Regions from separate parts of the Gossypium hirsutum genome. Here regions 1 and 2 are each linked to region 3. Evidence: chromatin contacts called from public Hi-C data. All regions are on one chromosome and are shown on one strand. Each heading gives the region's core, a stretch centred on a gene start, on an enhancer-like site or on the middle of the called end of the contact. The rest is flanking DNA. Distances are from core to core; before and after follow the strand shown.

What was found. Hi-C and Micro-C count contacts between places; a contact is called where the count stands out from the background.
Region 1: a contact with region 3 is called in a Hi-C map of leaf, with 2.4 times the contacts expected there. The contact joins the enhancer-like site here to the promoter of LOC107925607 in region 3. A contact is called at or near these places in 3 of 34 Hi-C or Micro-C datasets (all in leaf).
Region 2: a Hi-C map of leaf shows a contact between it and region 3, with 2.3 times the contacts expected there. The contact joins the promoter of LOC107925697 here to the promoter of LOC107925607 in region 3. A contact is called at or near these places in 11 of 34 Hi-C or Micro-C datasets (anther, hypocotyl, leaf and 1 more).

What each region holds. Positions count from the first base shown.
Region 1 is chrA12:84,995,026-84,998,026 of Gossypium_hirsutum_v2.1, reverse strand. It overlaps the pseudogene LOC107925522. Among protein-coding and RNA genes, the nearest start is that of LOC107925622, 17 kb to the right of the region's middle. Within about 2 kb of position 1,551, at least 4 of the 9 cell types and tissues checked have an H3K27ac peak or open chromatin away from gene starts, as enhancers often do. A contact at or near this core is called in leaf, where this site is marked.
Region 2 is chrA12:85,052,300-85,055,238 of Gossypium_hirsutum_v2.1, reverse strand. It overlaps LOC107925697 (BRCT domain-containing protein At4g02110), which reads left to right and starts at 1,374. Exons shown (of 10, transcript XM_016856413.2): 1 at 1,374-1,716; 2 at 1,853-1,942; 3 at 2,039-2,143; 4 at 2,472-2,573; 5 at 2,663-2,747. The coding sequence starts at 1,633.
Region 3 is chrA12:85,198,837-85,201,882 of Gossypium_hirsutum_v2.1, reverse strand. It overlaps LOC107925607, which reads left to right and starts at 1,686. Exons shown (of 2, transcript XM_041082933.1): 1 at 1,686-1,823; 2 at 1,934-3,046. The coding sequence starts at 2,952. It also overlaps the pseudogene LOC107925696.

The DNA of each region.
Region 1 (3,001 bases), core at 302-2,801, 200 kb after region 3:
TCCTTTCTTCAAAATGAAAACGTATTTAAAGATAAAAATGATAGAATTTATAAATGTTAAGGGTTAAATTTATTAAATTATTTATAATTAAGACCAAGGGCATAGAATGTACAAATGTTGAGGATTACATGTATTATTATATTAATAAAAAAGGTCACATCATAATATTTGTTAATAATTTAATAAAGAGTGACTAAAAACAAAAATACATTAATAATTAAATGACTAATTGTACAATTTACCCAAAGTTTTATAATAAACACGAGATGAAATTATTTGAATTATTCTCTATGGTTCGTAACGAGTGCCATTGAATTATCATGTGTTATATTTTTCAATGCAAGGGGGTCTCCACCCCTGAAATCCACCATCAACATAATAACATGGTTTCATTTTATGTCTGGCAGAGGGATGACAAAAAAAAAATTCGTCCCCGACGTTTTCCAATTCGATCCAAGTGGACGGGATCGAATTTTTTTTTCAGATTTTAAAATCGGGTTCGAGGTGAATCAAATAAATAGTTTTTTTAGTAATTAGGTTGGTAGGGTTGGATTTACAGAAAACCCAATATTAGAACCTAATCTCTATTATTTGTGCCTCTCCCTTTGTATATTCTTCTCCTGTGCAAGACTTTTTACTTATTTTCTTTTATTTTCACAATTTACTCTCTGTTTGGAAGTGTTACCTAAATCAAATATAAAGACAAAATTTGATGAGAAAAAAATAAAAATTATAGTTCACATGCACAACACTATATTAGATAAGAAAAAAAATTAAAAATTATCAAAAAATTGTGTCCAAAATGTGAAAGTTTTGCCTTTTGGGGTGGGTCAGGGTTGAGTACTTACTTCATTTTCCAAGGCGGGTTCGAAACATATGAGTAGTACATTGAATTAGGATTGTGACAGTAAAAAGTCCGACCCAAATCACCCCGTTGTCATCCCTAATCATGCCAAAGGGGTGATGATGTAGAAAAAGAAATGGGTTTTAAGGGTTTGAATCATCGACCACTAAAACCCAAAAATTGTTTCAAAAATGTCAAAAAACCAGACCAATACTAGCTGCTCTTCCGTGTCTTTTATGTCCAAGGCACTTGGCACATGTCGAAAAATCAGTCACACAATGTAAATGTGGCAGAAAACCAGTCATTGTGAACACGATGCACATGGAAACATGACATTTAAAAAAAATTTATTTAGGGTCAGACTTTTTGTTATTACAGCAATACAAGTAGTACAATATCATTTAAAATTGTTAAGACTTTTAGAATTGCTGACCTATGCCCATCCAAAACAACATTCACTGAAATCATTGATGAAAGAAACCAGCTAATGTGAAATGACATGAAGCTCAATAATGTCCACTACACTGTAAATCAATGAAAGTGGCGTTGAATTGAAATTCAAATGAGATGGTCCGCAAAGTATTGGCATGAAGCCGAAAATAGCATGGAAGATTTTTCTTTCTATTTGATGGGTATCCAAGTTAGCGTGCTAGGGCAGTGTCACCATTTTTCTTTGTGCATTATTGGGTTGCTATGGAGTCCATAGGCAAGATCATGAAACCCACATTTTGAGGCTCTTGAAGTTTGAACATTGTGGGTTGGGGCTGAGTAAAATGGACCCATTGATAATAAATTATTAGGACAAACGCTAACTGGGCTCTTTGTTGACTACATTAATGGGCTTGCTTCTTTATATGGAAACCTAGATATCTGAATACGAAGTCATGTTGCATTTTGCTTTTACAACTTAATAAGTAAATTAGTAAATTAAAGAGTAAACTGATCATTCTGTTAAAAATGTCATCCATTTCTACTATTAAAAATTAGTCGTTGTATGTTAAAATAAGGTACACGTGACATGCTATGTGTAACAGTCTAATTATTCTGTCAGTCACACTTATTTTTAATTAAATTTTTAATTAAAAGGAGCAGTATGCTTTTTGATCTAATGTATAGAGACTAATTTGTTCATTTTATAAGTAATGGTGACAAAATACAATTTAAATCCTAGTACAATATCTTCCATAGTAAATTTATCAAAATTTTGTTGATTTTTTACAATTTTTATACGTGATATTTTGATTTGATTTTCACAGTTTATTTTCATCATTATTGATATAAGATTATGTATGTTTGCATATTTTATATACAAATAATATCACTTATCTAATTATAAAAATAAATTGATATATATATTAAATGTATAGCACAAAATCAATGTTCATGTCTTAAATTACATTTTGAACTAAATTTCCTATATAATTTTGATATTTATCCCTTTTAGAAAAACATAATAGATCAATTCATTTTGATCATTGATTTAACCTTAAATTAGTCAAAATTCGAATTAATCGAAACCCAAATTGATATAATTCATCGAAAGCTGGATTAATTTGTTCAACTCAAATCTAAATTAATCAAAACCCAAACTCGCTTAAATCCAAAATAATTCAAAGTTAATTTATTTAACTCGAAATACTTCAAATCCAAAATTATCCAAACCCCAACACACTCGAACATGCAACAGAACTTAAACAACAAAAATAATCTAAACCCGAAATTACTAAAATCAATAACAAATTACTTTTAAATTTGATTCAATTAAATGTAATTGGTAGAGACAACCACTTTCGGTTTTATGCTTCTTCCACATACAATTAAGTTCTCTCCAATCACAAGAATACAAAGCTTCCTTTCTAAGAAACAATTCTGTTCCTTTCCCCTTCTCCATTTTCTTCTTACTTACTATGGACTAATTAATGCTCCACAATATAATGGTGACATAAGGAAATGAATTTTGCTATTGTTTAGCAATGTCATACTCATTTTGCCTATGATTTGATCACCCCTAAAGTTGCAGCCTCAAGGGATACCGAATGCTTAACGTCGCCAATATGTATATGGTGTAAACCGATCGGGATTCTTCGAACCCCTGATCGGTCCACGACACTTAGAAACTTGCACACATGGATACTGATCCCTACTTGTTGTTCGGAC
Region 2 (2,939 bases), core at 125-2,624, 150 kb after region 3:
TATTTTAAATTAAGTTAAAAAGCTAAAATTTTTAGGTTTTAACTTTTGAAAAACATGCTTTTCAATAAAATTACATTTTTTTCTATTCATTAAATTATTTACTTTATACAATATTATGTCTAAAATAAACATTTTATCTTTTTAAAAGCACTTATAGATATTAATTGTAAGTATTATCAAAAAATTCAAAAATATTTTTTTAAGAAGATTTTTAACAACACTTTTCACCCTCAATCATAACCTTAATGATAAACTAACTTTAAAACGAGTATTTTGCCAAATGGATAATAATTGAAAAGAAAATAAATAAATGTTAAATTATGCTAGTAGTCACCATACTTTAATAAATTTATGGTTTAGTCTTTATACTTTCATTTGATCAAATTTTGTCCCTATACTATTCGTAAAGTTGTAGATTTGGTCCATATTATCCAATCTCTAATTGGATCCTTCCAAGCTCTTATACTTTTTAAAATTTAAAATTTCAACCTTAACGCAAATGATAATAGTTAATTTATTAAGGGTGGGTTTGGATGGATGGTGGGGTACGGTGTGGTGGGTTTAACTTACTTTTTGTCTCACATTACAGTATTGCTACAATATCTAATCTCATCGCAATCACTGTTTTTATCCTAACCGCAGGTAAACGTACTGCCCATCCAAATCAATCCTAACTAGATTTGTAATGAGTAATATATGGAAACAACAAGTTGATATGGTATTAAATATATAATAATATGTTTGGTGCAAGAGGCGGATTTAGGGGGGTTGGCAGGGGCCTCGACCCCCTAAAATGGAAAATTTTCTATTTTGGCCCTTTAAAATTTTAAAAATTTTAATTTAGTAAAGGTAAAATTGTTCTTTTCCCCCTAAAAATGATAAAAATTTGATTTAATCCTTTAAAATTATAAAGATATAGACAATTTAATTTCGGCCCCTTAAAATTTTTCCTAACTTCGCCCCTGGCTCATCAGATTTTGAAAATGTCATAACTTAATGAATTTAATACTTATCTTTTTAATAAGGATTGAAAAATTAATAATTAAAAACTACATAAACTAAGAAAAACAAAATTAAAGTAAAAAGATTAAACCCGAAAAGCACAAGGGCTGATAGCAGAATTTAACCATTCAAAAAGAAACCAAGTTTCAGCCTAGTCGTTTACTTCTGATTGGGCTTTTAGACGGTAGTCAGATGCCCTTAAAATCGGTGATATTTGTCCACTACAAAAAGCCCAAGAACTACACGTGTCAAAATATCGTTCCGTCATTATACCACGTGGAGACAGCATATTCAATCAAGAATTTTCCATCTCCCGCCACAAGAACAAAAAAATAAAAAAAATCAAAATGAAAAGAAAATTTTCCCTCGCATCGGACCCCCGAATATAATAGTCACTATTTTCCCACTCTCTTCCTCGACAAGTTTTGTAAAACCCCCCAAAGCCTCTTTTTTAATCCTCGCTTTCATATCATTTCTAAATTCATTTGATTAAATTCCTGTTTTCTAGGATTTTATTTACGTCGATTTGTCTCCTTTTTAGTGTTATTTCCCCCATAGGTTCAAAATCTCCCTCTTGTTCAAATTACCCTAATTTGGTAATTCTGTTTTAAAACGCTAGTTTCCGATCCAATGCTGGAATCCGATACTCCCTCGAAAACGTTTCTCGGCGTTCGTTTTTGTCTTTACGGCTTCGATCCCGTTAACGAGCATAATGTACTTCCGTAACATCCCGCGTTATCTTCTATTAGTGTTGTTTTTTGGGTGTCTTCAAAGCTCTCTGCTTCTTAATCTTTGTTTCATTGAAGTACTTATTTGAGCAAAAAATAATAAAAGCTTTTTTTTTTTGAAGGTTCGAGTAAAGCTAATCAACGGTGGCGGCGTAGGTGTCGGTCAGTATAGTCAGAATTGCACTCATGTGATTGTTAATAAGATTGTCTACGTAAGTCTTTTAAAGCAATGGTGCTTGCTTTATTTATATATATAATTTCTTTTATTAAAAAAAGATGCTGAAAATCCTGCTTTTACATGCTTGTAGGATGATCCTGTATGTGTTGCTGCTCGAAACGATGGCAAAACAGTTGTCACTGGGTTATGGGTTGATCATAGTTTTGATATTGGAATGCCTGTTGATGCTACTTCGGTTAGTTTGTTTTGTTGCAGTACTTTTTAAAGCTAACTGTCTGATAATTGTTTAAGATATCTTTGAATTTTATACAATGTCTACTATGTGGAATTTTCGATTCATGAATTCAATTGGTGTAGCACATTTGCACTAAAATGATGAAATTAGAGCCGATAGTTGATCAGTTTATTGATAATTTCTCATGCATTCAACTTCTACGACATAGAGATGTGTCATTGTTTTGGGGTCAGAATAGTTGTCATGATCTGTATCATTTCTTTAATAAAGTCGGACTTAATTCTTTTCATCTGTTTAAACTTGTGAATCTGCCATTGTTTTCTGACAGATTATGTACAGACCTCTTAGGGATTTAAATGGAATTCCTGGTGCTAAAAGTTTAATTATATGCTTGACTGGATATCAAAGGCAAGATCGAGATGACATTATGGTATTGGTCTATCCTTCACTATTGTTGACTACTTCTATTGTTTGTAAAGCAAATAAAAATGTTATGTTGTTTTACCTATGTGTTTGCAGACGATGGTTGGCTTGATGGGTGCTCAATTTTCTAAGCCTCTGGTTGCAAGCAAAGTTACTCATCTAATATGCTATAAATTTGAAGGTGAGGTTTTCTTTGTTTTCCTTATCATAGGGCTGTGAAAGTAAACTTCACAACTTAGGATCCTGTGGAGATCTTGTCAGTCTTTTCCACATTGTAATTATTATGATGAGTTTGTTCTTTGTGTCAACTCGTGTCAACTCTTAATACGTTCCTACTCTTTTTTGCTTTTATTCATTCCTCTGTGTTTCATAT
Region 3 (3,046 bases), core at 437-2,936:
GGTTGTCATCCTAATGTTTAGTAGTAGAAAATTCCATGTCCTGTTTGTAAAAGATATATTCTACCTGATTCATGAAGCAGTTGCTCTTATCAAATTATAGTACATTTCAGTCCAATCAGTATTAAGAAGCTGTCTGTCACAATTTCTTTCTAAAATATTATCCTCGGGACTGAAGGGAACCTTGATGGAAGCATACATACATCCATCCTGGTTTCCTTTGTGCCAGAATTTAAATCTGCATGAGCACAGGAGCCCAAGTGTAGTCGACATTATGGCAAGATATTTGATTGGAAAGCTTAATTCACACGAGTAGGAAATGCCTGATCAATAGAAGATAAATTCCAACTAATGGAAGGCTATTGTGAGCAACTTTCCTTCTTTAGTAAATCTAGATGTTGGGTTAGCCGTTGCATAGCTTTGAACCCTGTAAATCTTTGGCTTAGGTGTTGCAATTTTTTAGCTTTGCTACTTGAAACCATTGTATATGTATGGAACTTGCTAAAGGTTTTCCTGCTCAAAACCTAATAACGGGACCTAGAGATTGTTCTTCTTGGATCCCCTTTCGCATTCCTGTTGGAAGTTCCTGCATGTATGTACATGGCCAAAAGTAATTCTAGTCCCTTTTTTATAATTTTATTTTTTAGGATTTTGAATGCTATACAAAAACTATATTTCCTAAGTAATGAGGAATACAACTAAGCACAGTTGTATTTGATGCAGGTTGACGTCAAACATTTTAGGAAGCCGGTGGTGTTACTTCATTGGATGGGAATGAATGCTCTTATAATATATGCTCTGGCTGCTTGTGACATTTTCCCAGCTGCCGTGCAAGGCTTTTATTGGCGCTCACCAGAAAATAACTTGGTATCTTTCTCTCTTCTTTTCTGGGTTTGTACTTTTCTATGTTTCTTATCCTTGCCTTCATGAAGGTAATTTACTTGAGAATAGGTGAAAAACTGCAAGCTTGATTGCCCTATTAAGGCATTTCTGAACAGCTTTATCATTGTCAAGTAATGCTGTAATTTGTATGTTCTTTTTTATACAATACCTACTTCTACCCATACACCCAAACCCTTAAATCAAAGGAAAAATACGCTTAAGTGCGCTTGAACCCACATCTTCCTTGTTGTTGCAATAGCAACGGTGGATGATATTTTATTCTGATATACTTTATTTCTTTCATGTCAAAGTAACTGTATGAGAACACTACTTGCAAGTTACATGCACTTTCTAGAGTTGATGTTTTAAGTACAAAAATATTTTCAGTGCAATGCATTGCTTTATCAACATGTTTGATAGAACTAGTTATGCTAACAATTAAAATTATAAAATGCAGGTTGATGGCTTGGAATCATTGTTACAGTCCGTACTTCATTCAAGCAAGTGGGGTACCCTGGTATTTGTATTGCTCGAGATCTTGTTTTGGTGCCTAGTTGGCGGTTTTCTTCACATGAAAGGCATATATATAAAACTGTAGAAGCAAAAATAGAACAAAAACATTAGAATATCAGGTGTTAGTTAAATATAGAAAGAAAAAGAGAGAAAATTAACTAGAAGTGGTACTCTGAAAACATGAATTGTCACCTAAATTGTCAACACCCTCACATGGCATTTCCCTCTTAAAGATGTGGCATCAAATGTTTCATGTTGGAAAATAACATACTATACCCTCTTTTGGTGATTGCCTGATTGATGAAAACTGTTTTTCATTCCATTTCTAGTATTAGTGAAATTAAAGAGCAAAGCAAAGCAATCACCAAAAACTTGTGGGGGTGCTGCTGTGTACAGCCACTTGTAGAAGATTCAAGATCATTTCTACTTTGGTATATTTAGTTTCTTCCTCTCAAATCAAAGACAACAATTTTTAGTTCACTTTCGGCTATAAAGACACATTATGCACTCTTTTCTCTTTACTGTACTCTATAAAAATTAGGTACTTGCCTTATTGCACTTGCATCTTCCAACTGTTATAGCCTATCTCTAAAAATGGCTACTGAGAAAGCCAATGCTGATGAGACCCAGAGTTACGATACCGAAGATAATTTCGGAGATCGATCAACAGCTAGCCAGGAATCAACTAAGTTTCAACTCAGTAAAGCACTTGCACGTAGGGCAGTTTATGGTCCAAGCAGCCGCCGCGGCTCCGGAAACAGAAGGGTCCAAACCAATGCCGACCCTAGAACATTACCAAGCAGGCTGAGCAAGGTTTCATTGGCTGATGATGATTCTGAGAAGTAGCCTACCATGTTTGATTGATGTTAATTAAGGACTTTTTTTTGTTTTTTGTTTTATCATTACATGGTTTGTTATGATTCATGAAAGCTTGGTATCTGGTACTTGGAAAAAAAGATGGTGTACATAAAGCATAAACAACAGAAATATATAAATATGGTGGCTCGTATCTCGTGTCTCCCATATGAAAGTTGAAAAGATTGCCTTAGCATTAGGGCAAACTTGGAAAATACAAAAAAAAAAGAAAAAAGAAAAAAGAAAAAAAAAGCACCAATTATGAAGCAAGGCATCTATCTAATCTGATTCTGATCAATGATCATCACGCTTTTGGGCCTAAACTTCCGTAATTGTTTATTAATTATGACAGAAAGTTGCAGTACTGAAACATTTTCCAATAATCAGAGCAAAAAGGAAGCCAGTCCCAAGGTTTTGAAGCGCCAAAATCGAGGTTGCATCGCAACTTCACACATTTCTTTTAATTTTTCTGATTAACCTCATAATTTGTTTTTTTCCTTTCTTTTGGAATAAATCTCTGAAACAAAAAGGAAGGAATCATCCGGTACAAAATCCCACGTCATAATACAACAAAGAAGAAAATTTCAAATTTGTTCTTAAAAAACTGTTTCTCTTCTTCATTTTCGTTTCACCCAAAGAAGCACCAGCTCCCCAAACCCTAACACCATTCTTTCTTTTTGGTTTCCTTTTGTGTTGCGATCGCGATGGAGAGTTACGGATCGGGTCAAAGGCCGTACGGGGCGGATCGAAGGATGGAGATAATTAGCGGGAAGAACACGAGCGTTGGATCCAATCAGAT